6 separate regions of the Sus scrofa genome follow, and regions 1, 2, 3, 5 and 6 are each linked to region 4. A link is a contact called in public HiChIP or PLAC-seq and promoter capture Hi-C data. All regions are on one chromosome and are shown on one strand. The core of a region is the stretch at or near the end of the contact, and the rest is flanking DNA. Distances in the headings are between cores, read along the strand shown. Region 1 holds the start of ATP5B (ATP synthase subunit beta, mitochondrial). Region 2 holds the start of PTGES3 (prostaglandin E synthase 3). Region 3 holds the start of R3HDM2 (R3H domain-containing protein 2). Region 4 holds the start of STAT6 (signal transducer and activator of transcription 6, interleukin-4 induced). Region 5 holds the start of NACA (nascent polypeptide-associated complex subunit alpha). Region 6 holds the start of PRIM1 (primase (DNA) subunit 1).

Region 1 (2,832 bases), core at 115-2,614, 430 kb after region 4:
GACCAGGGATCAAACTCACATCTTCACGGTTACTAGTCGGGTTCATTACCGCTGACCCACAGCAGGAACTCTTAAACGAAAGGATCTTAGCACTAAGTCAAAAGGCACTGTTCTGAATGCTTCTTTTATATTTTAATGTACTTAATTTTTGAGACAACGTGAAATTATCCTAATTTTATTTTGTCTTTTGTCTTTTTAGGGCCGAACCTGTGACATATGGAGGTTCCCAGGCTAGGGGTCTAATCAGAGCTGGGTTTGTTTGTTTTAGTTTTTTGTCTTTTTGCCTTTTCTAGGGCTGCTCCTGTGGCATATGGAGGTTCCAAGGCTAGAGGTCTAATCAGAGCTGTAGCCACCGGCCTATGCCAGAGCCACAGCAACGCAGGATCCAAGCTGCATCTGTGACTTACAACACAGCTCACGGCAACGCCAGATCCTTAACCCAATGGGCGAGGCCAGGGATCAAACCCTCAACCTCATGGTTCCTAGTCAGGTTGGTTACCGCTGAGCCGCCACAGGTACTCCTTATTGCATTTTTTGTTCAAATGTTTTTCCTTTTTTTTCTTTTCCTTTTTTTTTTTTTTTTTTGTCTTTTCTTGGGCCGCTCCCGCGGCATATGGAGGTTCTCAGGCTAGGGGTCTAATCGGAGCTGTAGCCGCCAGCCTACGCCAGAGCCACAGCAACGCGGGTTCCAAGCCGCGTCTGCAACCTACACCACAGGTCACTGCAACGCCGGATCCTTAACCCACTGAGTGAGGCCAGGGATCAAACCCTCAACCTCATGGTTCCTAGTCGGATTCATTTCCGCTGCGCCACGACGGGAAGTTCCTCCAAATGTTTTTCTTTAAAAGTGAAATCCTAAGTCTTATCTTTGCCTTCTGAATGTCTAGCATATATTTTTTATACGACTGGTTACATTAATTTCATTGTAGCCTTAATTCTGTCCAGATTCCTCAACTGCTGAGTTGTCTGAAAGCTTCCAATGTCACTACTGCAAATAAAAACTGTGTTTGACTCCTGCGTTAGCCAAGGTCATTGTTTGTGGTGCTTTACGACGCTACCACTTCCCTAACCTTGCGGGAGGCTGTCACCTAGCTCAAGGTCCTATCTAAGGAGAGAGCCCAAGGACAGCCAAAGACAGCCCACGTGCTTCCTCACAGGAACTCGGCCCCTTCCCCAAACGCAGTTCCGCCAAGTAATCTTTCCAACTGACATACCTGTTGTCCAATTGCATTTGGAGGCTCTGAGGGTTGCACTCAACCGGACACTGTCCAATAAAAAAAAGGAATTCAGATTAGCACCAATTTTGGCCAATGATTGAGATGAAGAGAGATTATTAGCCTATAGGAGCGATGCTGAGAGTGATAAGCAGCAAGATGATCCAACGGACGTGCCTACTGCAGAGTAGGCCCCGCCCCCAACTGCGGGGAGTTGGCGGCCAGACTGCTGCAGCGCTCAGTCTCTACCCGGGCTCCGCCATGTTGGGCTTTGTGGGTCGTGTGGCCTCTGCCTCGGCCTCTGGGGCCTTGCGGGGACTCAGCCCTTCAGCGCCGCTACCCCAAGCCCAGCTCTTACTGCGGGCCGCTCCGGCAGCGCTCCAGCCTGGTAAGTGCCTTGCATTCGGAGCTGGTTTCGTTTCTGTCGCCTCATGACCTTGAGCTGGGGGTGGGGGGGAGATAGACTCTCGGGCCTAAGGGTCTGTGGTGCAAGAAAACGCCCGATCCCCTGCCTTGTCCTCTAAACTGCAGGAGAACAAAAATGATATAGTTCAGTCACATTTTGGAAGAGGGGCGTTGTGTGAACGAAAAGTGCAGGCAGGTGCATTGACCTTCCGGTGCAGTGCGGACACCGACCTCTCAAATAATGAGATTTTGTGCATGAGAATGGCAAGATGGTGCAGGCACTTTCTCTGTTCTAGCGGGGCCCTCCCTTTAGACCCGCCTTCCGTGTAAACGGAAGGAGGCCGGGCCTGGGCTCAATTCACCAGTCCTTCTGACCTTTAACTGTCCTGACCCTATCATCTTCCAATATCTTTTTTTTTTTTTTCTGTTAGCCAGAGACTATGCCACTCAACCATCTCCATCGCCAAAGGCAGGCGCCGCCACTGGGCGAATCGTGGCAGTCATTGGTGCAGTGGTGGATGTCCAGTTTGATGAAGGACTGCCACCCATCCTAAATGCCCTGGAAGTGCAAGGCAGGGAGACCAGGCTGGTTTTGGAGGTGGCCCAGCATTTGGGTAAGTACAACATGTTAAGAATAATGAAGGTCTTCGATGCAATTATCCCAAAAAACCAGGCTGTCTTCCTTCTGTGATGATTTTATCAAGATGACTTTCGTTCTTCTGAGTTTCCTGAAGCCACATTTAGATACTGAGAAGGAGTCTTGGTTGACTTAGGTGTTTGATGCCAGCTGTTTTTCATTAAATATGAAGTCAATTTGTCTTTATGTATAATCTTGCAATGTCTGTCTGACAGGTGAGAGTACTGTAAGGACCATTGCCATGGATGGTACAGAAGGCCTGGTTAGAGGCCAGAAAGTCCTAGATTCTGGTGCACCAATCAAAATTCCTGTTGGGCCTGAGACCTTGGGCAGAATCATGAATGTCATTGGAGAACCTATTGATGAGAGAGGTCCCATCAAAACCAAACAGTAAGTATCCCTCTTGTTCCATCTGCACACAAAGAAACTGCTTTTCCTAGCAGTTCTGTACATCAAGTGACACCCTCTAGTACAGTGGAATTTTCTTGCAGAGAATACACAGTCAGTGCAGTTTCTTCTGAAGAAAATTAAGGTTGTAGAAATTCTGATTGTAAAAGAAAAGTGAAAAAAAAAAAC
Region 2 (2,992 bases), core at 426-2,925, 400 kb after region 4:
GGCCCTAAAAAGAAAAAAAAAAACCCAAAAAACAAAACTGACAAATCGTTGGAGTTCCTGTTGTATTGCAATGGGATCAGCAGCCTCCTGGGAGCACTGAGACACAGGTTCAATCCCTGGCTCAGCACAATGGGTTAAGGATCTGGCGTTGCTGCAGCTGTAGCCTAGATAGCAACAGAAGTTCAGATCTGATCCCTGGCCAGGGAACTCCATATACCTCAGAGAGGCCAAAAAAGGGGGGAAAAAAAAACCTGACAAATTGTTTCTTTGTTCCTTTTTATTAGTTTTTGAAATAGGCCTAGGAATTTCTCTCTCAGGAAACTGTTAAGATTAAATTTGTCTGGCGTTCCCACTGTGGATCTGTCATTAAGGATCTGTCATTGCCACAACTCTGGTGTAGGTTCCAGCTGCGGCTCAGATTTGATCCCTGGCCTGGGAACTTCCATATGCCGGAGTGCAGCCCCCCCCAAAAAAAATTAAAGTTGTGAAATGAATCTAATACCAAGTACTTTCTTTCTGCCAATTCAGGTGGCAGACTTCTCTCCCCAAAACCCTAACCATACATGTTTGAATCTAGATTTTGCTCCCTACTGGATACAGAACTTTTTGATGAATTTGAAAAAGAGATCTGATACAGTTAGCTCCCATCAGCTAATGGATGAGATTAAAGGCATGGATAAAACCAGATTACAAGTTATCTGTGAAACTTCTGAGGAGCCACTTCCAGAGCTACACTAACATGAAATCCTTTGAAATATATCCAATGGGAGTAGTAAATAAACTATAAATTATGATGCAATGGATTTGAATTTTCAGAAATTTCTTGTGTGAAAGGCAGTTTTTCTCACAGCACTTGATAGGGGAAATTGCCAGTTTTTTCAGGTTGCAGACTTTTAAATGCCTATCTTCAATTCAGTTCCATTTTCAGTTCATCTTATGTTGTTGCCAAATTAATCTTTTTAGAACACAAATGTTACTCCCATTCAAAAAAACTTCAATAGCTTCCCACTGTCATAGAAATAAGTCAAAAACAATTAGCCTGATAATTAGTGCCACCATTATTTATGACCTACCTTCCCTCTACACTCTGGATTACCTAGGTCAGAGATTGGTAAACTTTCTGCAACCACTAATCTTTGCATGGCCTTCAAGAATGATTTTTACATTTTTAAAGGGTTGAAAAAGAAAATCAGAGTTCCCATAGTGGCTCAGCAGAAACGAACCTGTCTAGTATCCATGAGGAAGCAGGTTCTATCCCTGGCCTCACTCAGTGGGTTAAGGATCTGGCGTTACTATGGCTGTGCTGTAGGCCGGGCAGCTGCAGCTCAGATTTCAACCTCTAGTCTGGGAACCTCCATATGCCGCGGGAGCAGCCCTAAAAAGAGGCTACCAGTGGAATTGGAGTTGTAGCTGCTGGCCTTCACCACACCACTGCAACTTGGGGTCTGAGCCTTGTCTGCAACCTACACCCCAGCTGACCGCAAAGCTGGATCCTTAACCCACTGAGCAAGGTCAAGGATCAAACTCGCATCCACATGGATCCTAATCCAGTTCGTTTCTGCTGAGCCAGGAAAGGAACTCCAGACTCAAACATCTTGATGTATTTTGTTTTCCGAAATAAGCAGTAGGCTCCTTAGAATGACAGTATTTTTTTTTTTTTTTTTTTTAAAGGGCTACGTGGGCAGTATATGGAAGCTGCCAGGCTAGGGGTCAAATCAGAGCTGTAGTTGCTGGCCTACCCACAGCCACAGCAAGGCCAGATCTGAGCCGCAATCTGCAACCTACACCACAGCTGATGGCAGCTCCCCACCCTTAACCCACTGAGGCTAAGGATCGAACCCGCATCCTCATGGATAATCCAGTTTGTTATTGCTGAGCCACAATGGAACTCCAGAATCACAGTATTTGAGAGCTGGGGTTTAACTTTCTTTAACAGGATTGGAGCCTAGGGTCCAATGTCTGTAGTTCCCAACACCTGCCTTGCATAGCATAGACACTAATTAATGCTGCATATGAAGCTTCCAAACACTCTCCAAAATGTCTTACGGCACTTTCCTTAAACCTCCTCTGTGTCCTAACAAGCAGCGTATTGATGTATTTCTCCCTTACTTCCCGGCTAAGCGATTTCTAGAGTGGACAAGTTACCATTTTGATTCTCTTGGTTAGTAACACCCATTAGCACCTAACCAGGTAACAGCTGAAAAAAGATGAGGTTTCCCCCCTCCCCTACAGGATCAGCCTGGAGACTCCAAGTGTCCTGGTCTCTCCATTCCCGCAAACTTAGACTCATTTAATAACTTTCCTCTCGCATCAAAGCAGGTGCGAATGCCGGTCAGCCAAAGACCTCGAATTTCCGCGGCCCCTGGACAGGTTCTCCACCCCTCAGAAAGACGGCGAGGAGGACCCAGGCCTGTGACTCAGGTTAGCCCTTTCCCTCAAATATCACCAGCGGAGGCTTTGCCCATCTTTTTGCCGTAGACTGTTTTCTCAGTGAGCCGATGTACTCCCTCAAGTAACCGATCCCCTATTTCACTTTTCAAGCCTCCAGACTCTGCGTCCATCCGCCTCGGCCTTCCTCCCTCGGTTAACGCGACAGTTTCTCGGGGAGATCGCCCAAGGCGCGTGGCAGGGCGGTTAGGCGACCAACGGTTTCCACCGCGAGGAGGGGGGAGCGGGCAAAGCGGCGGGAACCAGTCGAGCCGGAGGCAGCCGACGTGGGGCGGGGCCAGCCCCGGGAAGGATCGCGAAGGAGCTGGGAAGCCCCGCCCTTTCCGTAGATATCTCTAGAAAGCCGCGCAGGAGCCCGAAAACAAAGAGTGCGCACGCGCGGCGGCTGGGCCCGGGCATTTTGCTGCGTCACCAGCCGCCGCCCGGCCTCACCACCCCTCGCTCGCACGCACGCACGTTCATTCTCCGTTCTCGCGCCCCTTTTCCTACACTTTCCTTTTCTCCCCGACCGGAGGAGTCGCTCTGCCCGCGCGGTGCATTCTGG
Region 3 (2,989 bases), core at 338-2,837, 290 kb before region 4:
AGTTTGGGAATGAGGGGAGCAAAAGCAAGAGAAACACAGGAGGGTTTCTCTCAGGGGTGGATGCCTCAGGTTTTGCCTTAGTTGTTCTTCAGTTACTGCACTTGCCCCAAGAGACCCACTCTGCATTATGACACAGAGATCCTTTGTAACCTGCCCTTTCTGGTTACATTTTTTTTTTGTCTTTTTAAGGGCTGCCCCCATGGCATATGGAGGTTCCCACGCTAGGGGTCCAATCAGAGCTGTTGCCGCCGGCCTACACCACAGCCACAGCAACGCCAGATCCAAGCCACATCTGCAATCTGCACCACAGTTCACGGCAACGCCAGATCCTTAACCCACTGAGTGAGGCCAAGGATCGAACCCACAACCTCATGGTTCCTAGTCAGATTTGTTCCTACTGCACCACAACGGGAACTCCCCTCTGGTTACATTTCTAATGGTGTAGTGATTAAGAGCAGGCTCCGAAGATACTGCCTCAGTTCAATATTTGGGACTTTGCTGCCTCAGGGTTCCATGTCTTATGAGTATAACAACAATACATTGTTTTTGAGGATTAAACTGAAATAATAGATGTAGAATGCCACATATTCTAGATATATACACCCATATCTATTACAAATATTAGCTATTATTTCTTCCTGGCCATCACTGCTCCCTGACTCCAACTTGAAAATCTGGAACTTGCTGAACCTTGAAGGAAAGGAGAACTTATCTCTATGACTTTGCTGGAATCTCCATTCTTGCCTATCTGATAAACTCCTACTTAAAGCCTTCAAGGAGAGGTGAAATTTCACCTGTAGTTTCTCTGTGACTTAATCTCTCTTACGTCTAAGAACTAGTTGCTTCTTGTGTTTCCACAGCACATTGTAGCTCTTTTATTGTACTATACTTTTTTTTTCTGCCTCCTGCAGTTCTTGTCACATAGTAAATATTTAATGATCGAATTCTATCAATGTAAGACTACAACGCTTCTTTGAGGGAATCTGTCAATAAATGACACAAACGCATGTAATCAATAAGTAAACTGATTCTGCCTGGAACGGACAAAATGGGGCAAGTTGCAAATTTAAGATGACCCAAAAAAAGAACTTTATGTTAGGGGATGCTGGTGAATAAGTTATTTTAAATTGAATGGACTTAAACCTGATTTAATTTTTACACCTAGAAAAAAGCTGACATTTCCCTACATTATTTTTATTCACTTATACTGCAAATATTTACAGCATATATGCTGTTTTCAGCGCAGGACTTACTGTCCTAAGTGAAAGGCTATTTTGAAAGTGCTCTGGAAACTTAAATTAGAGTTATTAGCATTATGCTTAAATAGAGGGTGAACAGGACAGGCTTGACGGGTTTCAGGTGGACCGAGGATTGCCGTGGATCTGGATCAGTGGCTGGGCACATAAGCAACGCGAGGAAACGACAAACTGAGCGCATACGCAGGGGGAGAGTGAGGGCTGGGTGGGCGGGAGGAAGCAGGGGGCGTCTGCAGGCGCTGAGAAGCAGACAGGACGCAGGGACACGCGGAGCGCCGGACGCGGTGACGACTACGTTGAACGTGGTGACGTAGCGCGCAGGCCGCAGCGGGGGGCGGACTCTGGGCCTTTCTTCCCCTTCTGATTTTCCCCCTCCCCCCTTTTCTCCCTTTCCGGGTTTGGTTCCCCCTTTTCTCCCCCTCTCCCCCCTCCTTCCCAAGCCCCTTTCCCCTCCCCCGCCCCAGTCCCCCCTGCTCCCCCGCCCTGAGCCCTGGGGAAACCCCCGCGGAGAAGAGCCCGCCCCCAGAAGCGCGCCGCCGCCGGCCGTCGGGGCCGAGCTGCAGCCGAGCGGCCGTGGGCCCGGGCGGCGGGCGGAGACGCGGGCGCCCTCCCCGCTACGGCCCGCGTGAGGTGAGGCCACCTCCCGGCCTAGGGGGCGGGCGGCGCGGGCGGCCCGTGGGGAGGGGGCGTGGCGGCCTTGCGGGCGGCTAGGCGGGCGGAGGCCCCTGGGCTTGGGTTCCCCGCGTTGGCGCTGCCGGGACCCGGGGCGGGGGTCAGGGCCTGAGCCTTTCGGGAAGGATTGCCTTGAGGCCAGAGATACCCCGAATGTGCTCGGAGAGCGCAGGCGAGAAGCGAGGGGCGCGGGGCGGAGGGCGGGGACAGGTGCCACCTGTGGCCTGTACGGTGGGACCTAAAAACTGTTGCGCCTTGTGGTGCTCAGGGGTGACTAGCTCCATGTGTTTCTTGGGTCTCCGCGTTTTTTCGAGCCTTGGGAAAATGGGAGGGGAAGGTGTTGGTGTGTTTCAAATCATGCAGGTGTCCGAGTTTATTGCAGGGCAGAGATTTGAGTTGGAACGTGCAGGAAGATGTTTCAGGAGCTTAAAAGTGGGCCTATGCTAAGCTCGTAACTAACTCTTGAGGCTCTGAAAACTCTTTCTTAATTTCGGTTTGCTATAGAGCCAAAAATGTCAACATTTGTGATCTAATAGCTCCATAGCATATTTATTCCCTCAAAGCGTTCTTGGATAATGTGAGAAATGACCGAATAACAGCCCCAGAGGTTCATGAAACCAGAGAGGTGTGGGAAATTTTAAATTTAGATCTTAGTTGGATGAATGTCCTTGTATATGTTATTTTCAAATGGGCTTAACTAATATTGAGAAGCCCGAGTCTTAGTGTTGGTGGGGAACATGGAGACTGGGGAGGAGGGAGGTGACCCGTTCTACTTCGGGAATGTCACAGATTCCTAGTAGTTTTATCGTATTTTTGTATAGTCAGATTGGCACCTGAATCAGTTGTTTATGGCTACTTTTTCTTCCTAGTGCTTTTTTTCCGCCCTCTCGTTTTCATTCTACTATATTATCTTTTTTTGTCCTTTTGTTGAGTCTGAAGCATCAAAACTAAAACGGCGTAAATAGTGATAGGAAGTGGAAGTAGTCAATTCAGTTCACTTTGATTTGTATTTTTCTCCCCCTGTTGCAGTTCTCCACGTGGTTGAGAGAATAGAGAACCTT
Region 4 (3,257 bases), core at 127-2,626:
CTGGCAAGATTTGAACTCACGTAGCCTGTCTCCAGAGGCCAGGGTCTTAATTGCTATCCTCTGCTGCCTGGCTGGTTGCCACCTGTTCCACATGAACCCAAGTGGAAGGAGCTGGGCTTTGGGAATCTGTTCAGACACCAGGGGGCAGCATAGGCCTGGCTTTGGCCCCTGAGCCCAGCCCTGTTTGGGGAGAAAGGAGGGGAGTAGAAACCACCTCCCATCTTCCACCGCCCCTCAGAGACCACCCTTTGCCCACACCACTTCTCAGGTTTAGGGGCCTGAATAGCTCTCGGAGTCCCTTGGCCTTCTCCAGCTCCTCCTCCAGCAAAAGCTGCAGAAACCATCCACTAGTTATGATGATGACTCAGAAGCTGAGCAAGCCTTGTGTGTGAGTGTGTGTCCCCTTGTGACTGCATGTGGCTCTGAGTGCAGACATGTCTTCGAGACTGCCTGCACGTGTGTGTAAGTATGTGTGCGTGTTGGGGGGGGGAATCTTGTGGCCAGGGAAATTGTGTATGTGTGTTTGTTTCTGGGTGTGTCTCAGTGTTTACCCCAGAAACAGTTGGGAACTTTGCCAAGGCTGCACAGCAGATTCATATTCAAACTTGACCCTTGGGAATCAGGCAGCAACTCCAGCTTTTGCTGGCTCCCACCTGGGTCTGAGAATAGTCCCCTGTGAAGAGGGGGCAGAGATGACTTTCAGTCCGAGGACCCCTGGAGTCCTCCAGCATTCTGAGCTTCTGGGTCCCCTCCCCCACACGCTCCCGTCAGCGGTCACGAGACCTCTAAGGCGGTCCCCACCTAGAAGGGAGGGGAACCTAGGAGTTCCGGACGGAGTAGACTGGAGCTCCTTGCCTGCTTTCAGGGTCCTCCACTGGAGGGAGCGCAGAGCCCTGAGGGGTTTCGTCTTCCAGAGGCCCCGGGGGGAGCCCAGTCCCTGGTGAGCCCAAACTCCAGCCCCTGCGAAAGTTTTGAGTATGAGAGAGGCAGTATGTCTCTACTTGACATTAGGTGACTTTCTAGAGAAAAGTTTATTGCTTTTATGGGGGACAGGGTAAATGGGGATCAACCTCCCTTCCAGCCAGGCCCCAGGGCCCCCCAAATCCCAGTCCTGGCTCCCCTCACCCCATGCTCCCCTCCCCGGGACAGGAGGCAGATACGCTCACCCCACTTTCTTCCTCTTCCTCCTCCAGCCCACTTTCTCTTCTCTGTGTCGTCAGAGGTCCAGGGAGGGACCTGGGTAGTCGGAGAAGCCGGAAACAGCGGGCTGGGGCAGCCACTGCTTACACTGAAGAGGAGGACGGGAGAGGATTTTGTGTGTGTGTGTGTGTGTGTGTGTGTGTATGTGTGACTGTGTGTGTGTGCGTGTTTTCTTTTTAGTGGTGCTGGAGGGAGGGTGCTAGCAGGGCCAGCCCTGAACCCGCTGGACAGAGCTACAGACCCATGGGGCCTGGCAGTGCCCGCTGAGAGAGGGAGAAGACAGCAGAGGGGTTGCCAAGGTGAGGGGATACCTCCAGGAGGGGGGGTTGGGGGGCATCTGACTATGAGTGTGTGGGGGGTGGGGGAGGGCCTCTCAGAATCCTCCCTGGGCAGAGTGGATGGTCCCCAAGAAATTGTTTCAGCTGGGGCTGGTCGCTGGTGGTACTGAGTTTTGGCAGTTTCGAAATATCAGAGGAATCTGGGCTGGGTACAGGCCTAGCACTTCCCCCCTCAACCCCTCCATGCCGTGGTTCACTTTTTCCAGCCCCTCCCTCACCCCCACCCCCACCCCCGCGTCCCTGCACCTACAGGGACGCGCAAAGGCAGGGAAAGGAGGGAAAGGAGGTGTCCCTCTGCCGTCTGCGGTGGGGGAAAGTGGCTGCCCCTCCCTGGTAGGCTGATGCCTGGGCGTAGTGGGTCTTGACAAACCCCTACCAGGCCCCCCCATAAAGGTTCCCGTTCAAGGGTGTGGCTAGGGGGTGAGCGAGCCCCAGATGTAGACCTCATGGTGCCCCAGAGGAGGGGGAATTTCCCCCTCAAAACTGCTCCACGCTGGTCCCGGCGCGTCACGGAGTTAACCCTCCTCGTGCTGACCTGGCTCCGCCTCCCCGCATCCCTCCCCGCCCCCACCTCCACATACACACATTGGGCAACTCGGAGAAACTCTTTTGACTTTTGATCCTGTGGTCCCACGGTCAGAGGGCTCAGGAATGTCGGAGTTGAGCTGAGGTTTAGGCCACGAAGCCGGGCTGATGAAGATCCTGGACGTGGGGCTTCCCTTCCCTATTGGGAAGGCAACACTGGCCCCGCCCCCTCACGCCGGGGCTCCTCCCTCCCTGCGGCTGTTCAGCGGGGCTTAGAGCAGAAGGCGTCTCTGGCCTGGCAGGCCAATGGACACGGCCTTGTTATTGTGTGTGGGCGGTGGGTGTGGGTGGGGGAAAATCTAGCCCCTTGCAGTCTGGGGATGGAGGGGGGGAAGATTTGAAGCCAGAGCCGGGACAGGAAGCTGGCCACTCAACAAGAGGATGTAGAGGAAAGGTGGGGCTGCCTATGGCTTAGGGGTCATCTCAGTCCCCAGTAGGGTAGGGGTAGAGGGTCAAAGGTCTGAACACCTTGAGAAACGAGAGAGGAAGGGACAAGAAAGGAATGGAGTCCTCCCTTGGGTTGAAACACCAACCGAAAGGCGCCCCACCCCAAGGCGGGCGTAGAGAAAACTCTATTAGAGGACCCTGAGCAGGATGGGGGAGGATTCTGCCTTTGGGAGAAAAGAGCTCACGGGGAGAGGGCCTGCGGGGAGGGACTGGAGTGTCTAGAAAAGGGGCCCCTCTGTTCTCCATCCTTTTGCAAGAACTGGGAGAGGGGAGAGGCTAAAAGTACAGCCGGAGGACTTGGGGTTACTGGGTTGGGGGAGACCCAGGGAGTTTCCATCCCCATCCTTTCTATCATCTCTGAGAAGAGGGACATTTTGAGAAACATGAACTGAGAGACCCCTGGGAAACCACTGGTTTACCCACTCCTCCCTGCAGCCCACCCAGAAATGGGGAGGCAATCCTTTTCCCTACTCCCCCATCTCCTTTCCTCTTGCCCCTTTTCTTCTCCCCCTTTTCTAGCCTCTCCCCCTTCTAGACTTTTCACTACAGACTTATTAACCCTGATTTTTCTCCAGTTGCTCTCACCTTCTTCCTGAGTTCTCTCTGCTTTTCCTTTATTTATTTATTTATTTATTTATTTATTTATTTATTTTTTGCCTTTTCTAGGGCCGCACCCGTGGCATATGG
Region 5 (3,251 bases), core at 504-3,003, 360 kb after region 4:
AAGGTACATGGACTGACTGACTGACTGCATTGACAAATCTCCTGGGTCACTATTTACTTTGGTAGAATTTCTATCAACAATTTTAATAGTAACAATAAACATTTTTTAAGTAATGTAATTAATCTTCCTAAAAATCCTATCAAGTAGCTACTATTATCCCCATTTTATAGATAAGGAAACTGAGATAAATATGTTAATTGCCCAAGGTCACCATTAGGTAATCAAGCCAAGATTCAAAGGAGTCTGGCTTCAAAATCCGTGTTCATTACGTTCAGAATGGATAAGCAATGGGGTACTACTGTACAGCCTAGGGAACTATGTCCAACTTCTTGGGTTAGAACATGATGGAAGATAGTATGAGAAGACAGTATAGTAAGAATGTGTATATATGTATGACTGGGTCACTATGCTATACAGCAGAAATTGACACAACACTGCAAATCAACTATGCTGTAATAAAAATAAAATTCATATTCATATCCACAACATCGCTTCTCCTATTTGAAGAAAATGTCAGAATTTTTCATTCCTGATAAACTCCTCTTTTTCATTTAATCCTAATTCATTAACCCTAAGCCTCAGTTTATTATGGCAAAATACCAGAAAATTTAAAGTAGTTTTCAGTACATTTAAGTGCTCTGCTTATCTTAAAAGGCAGCCAAAATTGTCTTAAAGCCAGTAGCTCAAGTAGCGTTGGCTGATTTAGTAATTGTTGCGTCCTTTTGGAGAAAGGATATTGGAATCAATACCCTAGCCTTTTCATTTACAAAACACTTGTTACAATCTACCTTTCAAAACTCCTACTTTTGGAGTTCCCGTCGTGGTGCAGTGGTTAACAAATCTGACTAGGAACCATGAGGTTGAGGGTTCGATCCCTGGCCTCGCTCAGTGGGTTAAAGATCCAGCGTCGCCGTGAGCTGTGGTGTAGGTCGCAGACGCGGCTCGGATCCTGCGTTGTTGTGGCTCTGGTGTAGGCTGGCAGCTACAGCTCCGATTCGACCCCTAGCCTGGGAACCTCCATATGCCGCAGGAGCGGCCCAAGAAATGGCAAAAAGACAAAAACAAAAACAAACTCCTACTTTTGGGAGTTCCCTTAGTGGCGCAGCGAAAACGAATCCAACTTGGAACCATGAGGTTGCGGGTTCAATCCCTGGCCTCCCTCAGTGGGTTAGGATCCGGCGTTGCCATGAGCTGTGGTGTAGGTCGCAGATGCGGCTCTGATCTGGTGTTGTGGCCGCGGTGTAGGCCAGCAGTTACAGCTCTGATTAGACCCCTAGCCTGGGAACCTCCATATGCTGTGGGTGTGGCTCTAAAAAGACCAAAAAAAAAAACAAACAAAAAAAAAAAAACTTACTTTGTAAAGTGTGGGGTCCTGAGCCTCTAGAACAGATGTGTTTCAAGATAAAGTGTCCAAAATAGAGGCAAAAAGAATTGTATGTGTGCCTATGCTCGTTTTTTGTGAGGGGAATTTATGCCTTGATAATTTCAGTCTAAATTATATACTCCAAAAATAAGACAATCGAGGGTTAACCTAAGTCTCAGCTACCTTCCAGTGGTGTGAACAATCTCTGTGGCATTGGAATATTATTTAATACCTCACGTTTTCCTACATTCCTTCCTGAGAAAAGGAAGTCAGTAGTAACACCGCAGTGGGCTACATTGCCAACAGGAAAGCAAAGGTTGTTTCTCACACAGTTGCCCTTCGCGTATCAAAAATCCCTCGACCTGGGGGACAGGAAGGTGTCGGCTATCTAAGGACTACACGGCTCGGAGCAGAGTTCCTGCCAGGCCAGCGCGTCGCGTTCTGAATTCTTACCCTTATTTAGACCTTGTCACCACCCTTCCCGGGGAACAGCCGGACGGCTCACTGGTAGGAAGTGACTACAGGCAGCTCCTGACCCGGAATCGGATCCTGGCCCCGCCCCCTCCGCCAGGCTTCCTTCTGCAACAGGCGTGGGTCACGCTCTCGCTCGCTCTCTTTCTGCCGCCATCTTGGTTCCGCGTTCCCCGCACAGTAAGTGCTGTCTTCGCCACTACTTTTATCCGCAGCCATCCGCCTTTCTTGCTGGCTGAGCCGTCCCGAGGACTATCAGCTAAGGCGAACTGGAGGTTTTATGGGGCCACCGGGTTCCTACTCTGCCCTGGGCAGTGTGGCCTTGGGGCCCCCGGACAAAATGGGGTCTGCTGTTTATATCCTGGCAGTAGGGCAGAAAGGCCGTGAGCCGGGAGTCCAGGGCTGGGTAAATGGGAGCCATTGCGGCTGTGGGGATGGAAGTGGGGTGCGTCTGCTGTTGGAAACGGCTTCACGAGGACCCAGAGGAGGTTGAGGGGTCATAGCGTTGGAACATTCCCCCCCAACACACACACACCCTTCTTTAGTGTGACAAGTGAATATTGGGACTGAGGTCACCTTTCCTCTCCTGGTTCCCGAAAGTCGGGCAGACGGGAGTCCTGGAGGTCGTGACCCAGGAGAGGGGGTGAGGAGGGAGAGGTGGTTCAGTATAGCGTCTTCCGTCTCCCATGCTAGGGAGCCTGACGGGGATTCTCTCCCTCGGATTGAGAATGCAGCGATGATTGCTGCTCTGTAGGATTTGGAGTGTTGAATGAAACAAATTCCTGGGTACTGAGAAATCCGCTTTGTGGGAGTGAAAAAGCGATAATAGAAGGTGATTCTCTTCATCAGAGGATTACGTCGTATTTCTCACCAGTGTGGGGAGGGTTCTCCCGAACACCCGTCTTATGCAAAATTTTAAAGAGTATTTGACTGGGTTGGGCAGCAGAACGGATCCGAGTCAATTCAGGCCTCCTTTTTATTCCCTTCCTTCAGAAATGCCCGGTGAAGCCACAGAAACCGTTCCTGCTACAGAGCAGGAGTTGCCACAGCCCCAGGCTGAGACAGGTAGGTTCCCCTAGATCCTTGTTAATTAAGATTGACCCTAAAACCATTTGGTGGTAACATGACGAAGACAATACACTTCAGTCTTTTAGTGTTAACTCTATTAAAGACGGGGAGCACCTGATAGTGAATGTCTTGAAGGGACTTCCTTAGGGAGTGGAATAAAGTATATTTGAGATTCAAGAGTATTAAAAGCTCCCTGGCCTGCTTTGTATATTATGGCACCTACCTCAAAGGGAGTTGTGCTATGGAACCCTCCCCCCACATAGGAAAACGGAGCAGGGAAGAGGCTCAGTGATCCTTACTTATTGAAACTAGGTGACCCACTGGCAGGCCAAGGAGACTTGAGCTTTTG
Region 6 (3,236 bases), core at 609-3,108, 330 kb after region 4:
CCTCTTAAATCTTAACGCCCTAAAGCATGCCCCTTTAGTGGTCCTGAAATTTAAATAGAAGACTCTCAAATAGCCCAAAAAAGTCAGTTCCTAAAGGCAGCAATAAGGAATCTCCATTAAAGAAACGGAGAAACCTCCATTAAAAAGCCTATTAAAGGAGTTCCCGTCGTGGCGCAGTGGTTAACGAATCCGACTAGGAACCATGAGGTTGCGGGTTCGATCCCTGCCCTTGCTCAGTGGGTTGACGATCCGGCGTTGCCGTGAGCTGTGGTGTAGGTTGCAGACGCGGCTCGGATCCTGCGTTGCTGTGGCTCTGGTGTAGGCCGGTGGCTGCAGCTTCGATTCAACCCCTAGCCTGGGAACCTCCATGTGCCGCGGGAGTGGCCCAAGAAATAGCAACAACAACAACAACAAAGACCAAAAAGACCAAAAAAAAAGACAAAAAAAAAAAAAAAAAAAAAAAGCCTATTAAAAAGTGTGGTTCCACAAAAGAGAACTCTACAGGGCACTCTTGGTGCTATTAGAGTGAATCCCTTTCCAGCAAGGGATTCACCCAAAACAGGAAGCACAGGGATTGTGAAAATCAGCTAAGATTTATATAGTATTTCTAGGAATACTCAAGTAAGTATGATCTGCCCAGTGCCTAGTTTGACCACTTTGCCTATGCAAGATGAAGGGCCATGATCACTTTCAAATTAGGCTAATAATAACCCACTAGAGAGCAGAGAATACTCTCCTTGCTTTCCTACTATTATTGTGAAAATAATGGTTTTCAAATGACACAGCACTGGGGTGATTATCAGACTGCCCACCTCAGTCCACATTTGTAATGAAATGTATCTACCTGGTAAGACTGACTGGCAGATGTGCATGTCAAGAGTAAACAGGCTTCTTTCAAATTTGTAAAGCACTCCATGATTTTGCAAGCTTCCTCTGATTTTAGTATTCCTGGGTGTTCTGTTTAAGCGACAATGTAGAAACAAACGATGACCAGACCATATAAAAAAACAGAACTCTGACCCACAACCTCTCCAATGCCTACCTAGGAAACCAACCCCCTTATCTATATAATAAATAGCCCAAGAAGTCAGGCTGCTTTAAGTCAGACTTGTAGGAAATCAAACTAAAGTCTCTAGTGATATTCCAGGAAGCCAAATACCCTACATAACAATCCATCCAACATAGCCAGTACTTGATTAATAACTGACAGCTTCCCTAATTTTTGTCCCCACTCTCAATTTAGGACCAACCGCAGAAAGCCAAATATGCACCCCTAACCTATCACATAGGTCACATAGGATACCCCGCTCTGAGGTAGCCCACAGACAGCTTCCCCATAACAAATAGCTTTGCATTAGAAAAAGAGTGAAACCTGCCCCCCCAAAGCTTTCTCCCCTCCTCTGCCTGCGTTTGAGCCTTTGCCAAAATGTAATGTGATGTGGCTGACTCTATACATGGCAAGCTCTTGAATGAATAGCTTTTGCTTTTCTTATTTGGTTGGTCATCATTTATTTCCACATACTGGACCTAGTTATTCTATGAAGAACCAATTTCCAAACCCTCTTTAAAAAGATACTGGTTAACATTGTTTAAATGTGTTGTTTCTAAAACAGTCATAAAGTTAGCAGATAACATCTTTTTCACTTCATCTTAATAACCTTAATATGTTCCATGGCTCACCTTTCCGCAGATCTCCCTGCAATGAGCACGGCTTCCTTCTACCCACCAGAGAAGTGGACCTACATGTTAAATCTGTGAGTGAAGACCGTAGTAGCGCTCCCACACCCAAGCCAACCTCCAAAAGAGAACTACAATTCCCAACAGCCCCTGCAGATGGCTGGCCGCTGCCACTACGCGCCTGCGCAGTTGCGGAAGCTCGACTGTGCGGTTCCCGCCAATTCTCGTGCTAATCCTGCCTGGGTTGAGTTCTGCGTTTCATGGAGACGTTTGACCCTACCGAGCTGCCCGAGCTGCTTAAGCTTTATTACCGGAGGCTCTTTCCCTACGCCCAGTACTATCGCTGGCTGAACTATGGCGGAGGTGATGAAGGCGGGAGCGGGGTGGGAAATGGCTCGGGGTGGGGGGGGAGTGTGAGGAGGTTCTGGGAGGGTACCTTGGAATGACAATATGAAGTGCCTTCCATGTTCCAGGCCTTGTGTCGGGCGCCTTTGTGCGTTGCCTTGAGCCCTCCCCACCACTGCCGAGGTGTAAATGGGCCTAGAGTGGGATGTAATGACCAGTCTACACCACGCACTGAAAGACAGAGCCTTTGCTCCTCCCACTTTGTGTTTGAACTCACTTTCGTTGCAGCGTTTACCTGCTCTGATGCAGTGTTAATCTTCTCGGTTCCTGAGCGAAGGTGGCGGAGGTGGCGGGGAGCAAGGGAGTCCACTGGGTTGTAGCAAGAAGCTGCAGAGACATAATCTGCATCAGGGACAGACGGGCATCTCCTGAAAGAGGAGAGGTACTTAACTCTTCCCAGCTGAATTTGAGTGCCCACCTAGGAAAGAGAGGTGGTACTACATGAAAATATTTCTGCATCTTTTTCCTCATTTTTACCTTTCCCTATTAAATGCAGGATGGTGAACTCCTTCAAATTAGGGACTAGTTCTTGGTTTTGGTTTTTGTTTTAATGTAGCACAGTGTTGAGTACAGAGGGTTCGTGAAAGATATCTTCTTGTTGGTTAATGTTTTAATACTCTGAACTGGATAAAATACCATACTAACTTTTAAAATGTATGTTCATTTTGCAGTGGTAAAGAATTACTTTCAACACCGTGAATTTTCATTCACGTTGAAAGATGACATTTACATTCGCTACCAATCTTTCAACAACCAGAGTGAGCTGGAAAAGGAGATGCAGAAAATGAATCCATACAAGATTGATATAGGCGCGGTATATTCCCACAGAGTAAGAAATCAGTTTTTTATGTAGTTTATTGTTTTTTTAAACCAAGAATGGATTGGTGCCCCTAGCGTTTTGAGATACATTTTTAGAGTTTATTCTAATTAAGGAGCCACACTTTAACAGTTTTTGCAAGTAGATTGTAGTGAAAATAAAATTTGTTCTTTGATGGGAGTTCCCGTTGTGGCGCAGCAGAAATGAATCCGACTAGGAATCATGAAGTTGCAGGTTTGATCCCTGGCCTTGCTCTGCAGGTTAAGGATCTGGCGCTGCCATGAGCTGTGGTGTAGATTGCAGTCGAGTCTGGGATCCCACGTTGCTGTGGCTCTGG

What was found. Promoter capture Hi-C pulls out the DNA fragments that hold promoters and counts their contacts. HiChIP or PLAC-seq counts read pairs in DNA pulled down with a chosen protein or histone mark.
Region 1: a promoter capture Hi-C map of liver shows a contact between it and region 4, with 4 times the contacts expected there. The contact joins the promoter of ATP5B here to the promoter of STAT6 in region 4. A contact is called at or near these places in 2 of 5 promoter capture datasets (fetal liver and liver), 2 of 47 Hi-C or Micro-C datasets (both in liver) and 1 of 2 datasets of contacts at active chromatin or transcription factors (alveolar macrophages).
Region 2: a promoter capture Hi-C map of fetal liver shows a contact between it and region 4, with 2.5 times the contacts expected there. The contact joins the promoter of PTGES3 here to the promoter of STAT6 in region 4. A contact is called at or near these places in 1 of 5 promoter capture datasets (fetal liver) and 1 of 2 datasets of contacts at active chromatin or transcription factors (alveolar macrophages).
Region 3: an H3K27ac HiChIP or PLAC-seq map of alveolar macrophages shows a contact between it and region 4. The contact joins the promoter of R3HDM2 here to the promoter of STAT6 in region 4. A contact is called at or near these places in 1 of 47 Hi-C or Micro-C datasets (embryonic fibroblasts) and 1 of 2 datasets of contacts at active chromatin or transcription factors (alveolar macrophages).
Region 5: a contact with region 4 is called in a promoter capture Hi-C map of liver, with 12 times the contacts expected there. The contact joins the promoter of NACA here to the promoter of STAT6 in region 4. A contact is called at or near these places in 2 of 5 promoter capture datasets (fetal liver and liver) and 1 of 2 datasets of contacts at active chromatin or transcription factors (alveolar macrophages).
Region 6: a promoter capture Hi-C map of liver shows a contact between it and region 4, with 8 times the contacts expected there. The contact joins the promoter of PRIM1 here to the promoter of STAT6 in region 4. A contact is called at or near these places in 1 of 5 promoter capture datasets (liver) and 2 of 47 Hi-C or Micro-C datasets (epiblast stem cells and liver).

What each region holds. Positions count from the first base shown.
Region 1 is chr5:21,990,925-21,993,756 of Sscrofa11.1, reverse strand. ATP5B (ATP synthase subunit beta, mitochondrial) reads left to right here and starts at 1,364. Exons shown (of 10, transcript XM_001929410.5): 1 at 1,364-1,602; 2 at 2,051-2,233; 3 at 2,472-2,646. The coding sequence starts at 1,374.
Region 2 is chr5:22,021,513-22,024,504 of Sscrofa11.1, reverse strand. It overlaps PTGES3 (prostaglandin E synthase 3), which reads left to right and starts at 1,675. Exons shown (of 8, transcript XR_002344304.1): 1 at 1,675-2,992.
Region 3 is chr5:22,712,848-22,715,836 of Sscrofa11.1, reverse strand. It overlaps R3HDM2 (R3H domain-containing protein 2), which reads left to right and starts at 1,587. Exons shown (of 25, transcript XM_021091859.1): 1 at 1,587-1,886.
Region 4 is chr5:22,419,567-22,422,823 of Sscrofa11.1, reverse strand. It overlaps STAT6 (signal transducer and activator of transcription 6, interleukin-4 induced), which reads left to right and starts at 1,376. Exons shown (of 22, transcript NM_001197306.1): 1 at 1,376-1,499.
Region 5 is chr5:22,056,598-22,059,848 of Sscrofa11.1, reverse strand. NACA (nascent polypeptide-associated complex subunit alpha) reads left to right here and starts at 1,753. Exons shown (of 9, transcript XR_002343981.1): 1 at 1,753-2,014; 2 at 2,802-2,899.
Region 6 is chr5:22,088,063-22,091,298 of Sscrofa11.1, reverse strand. PRIM1 (primase (DNA) subunit 1) reads left to right here and starts at 1,858. Exons shown (of 13, transcript NM_001243669.1): 1 at 1,858-2,040; 2 at 2,754-2,911. The coding sequence starts at 1,938. LOC100620470 (17-beta-hydroxysteroid dehydrogenase type 6) reads right to left here and starts at 1,803. Exons shown (of 6, transcript XM_003355459.4): 1 at 1,681-1,803.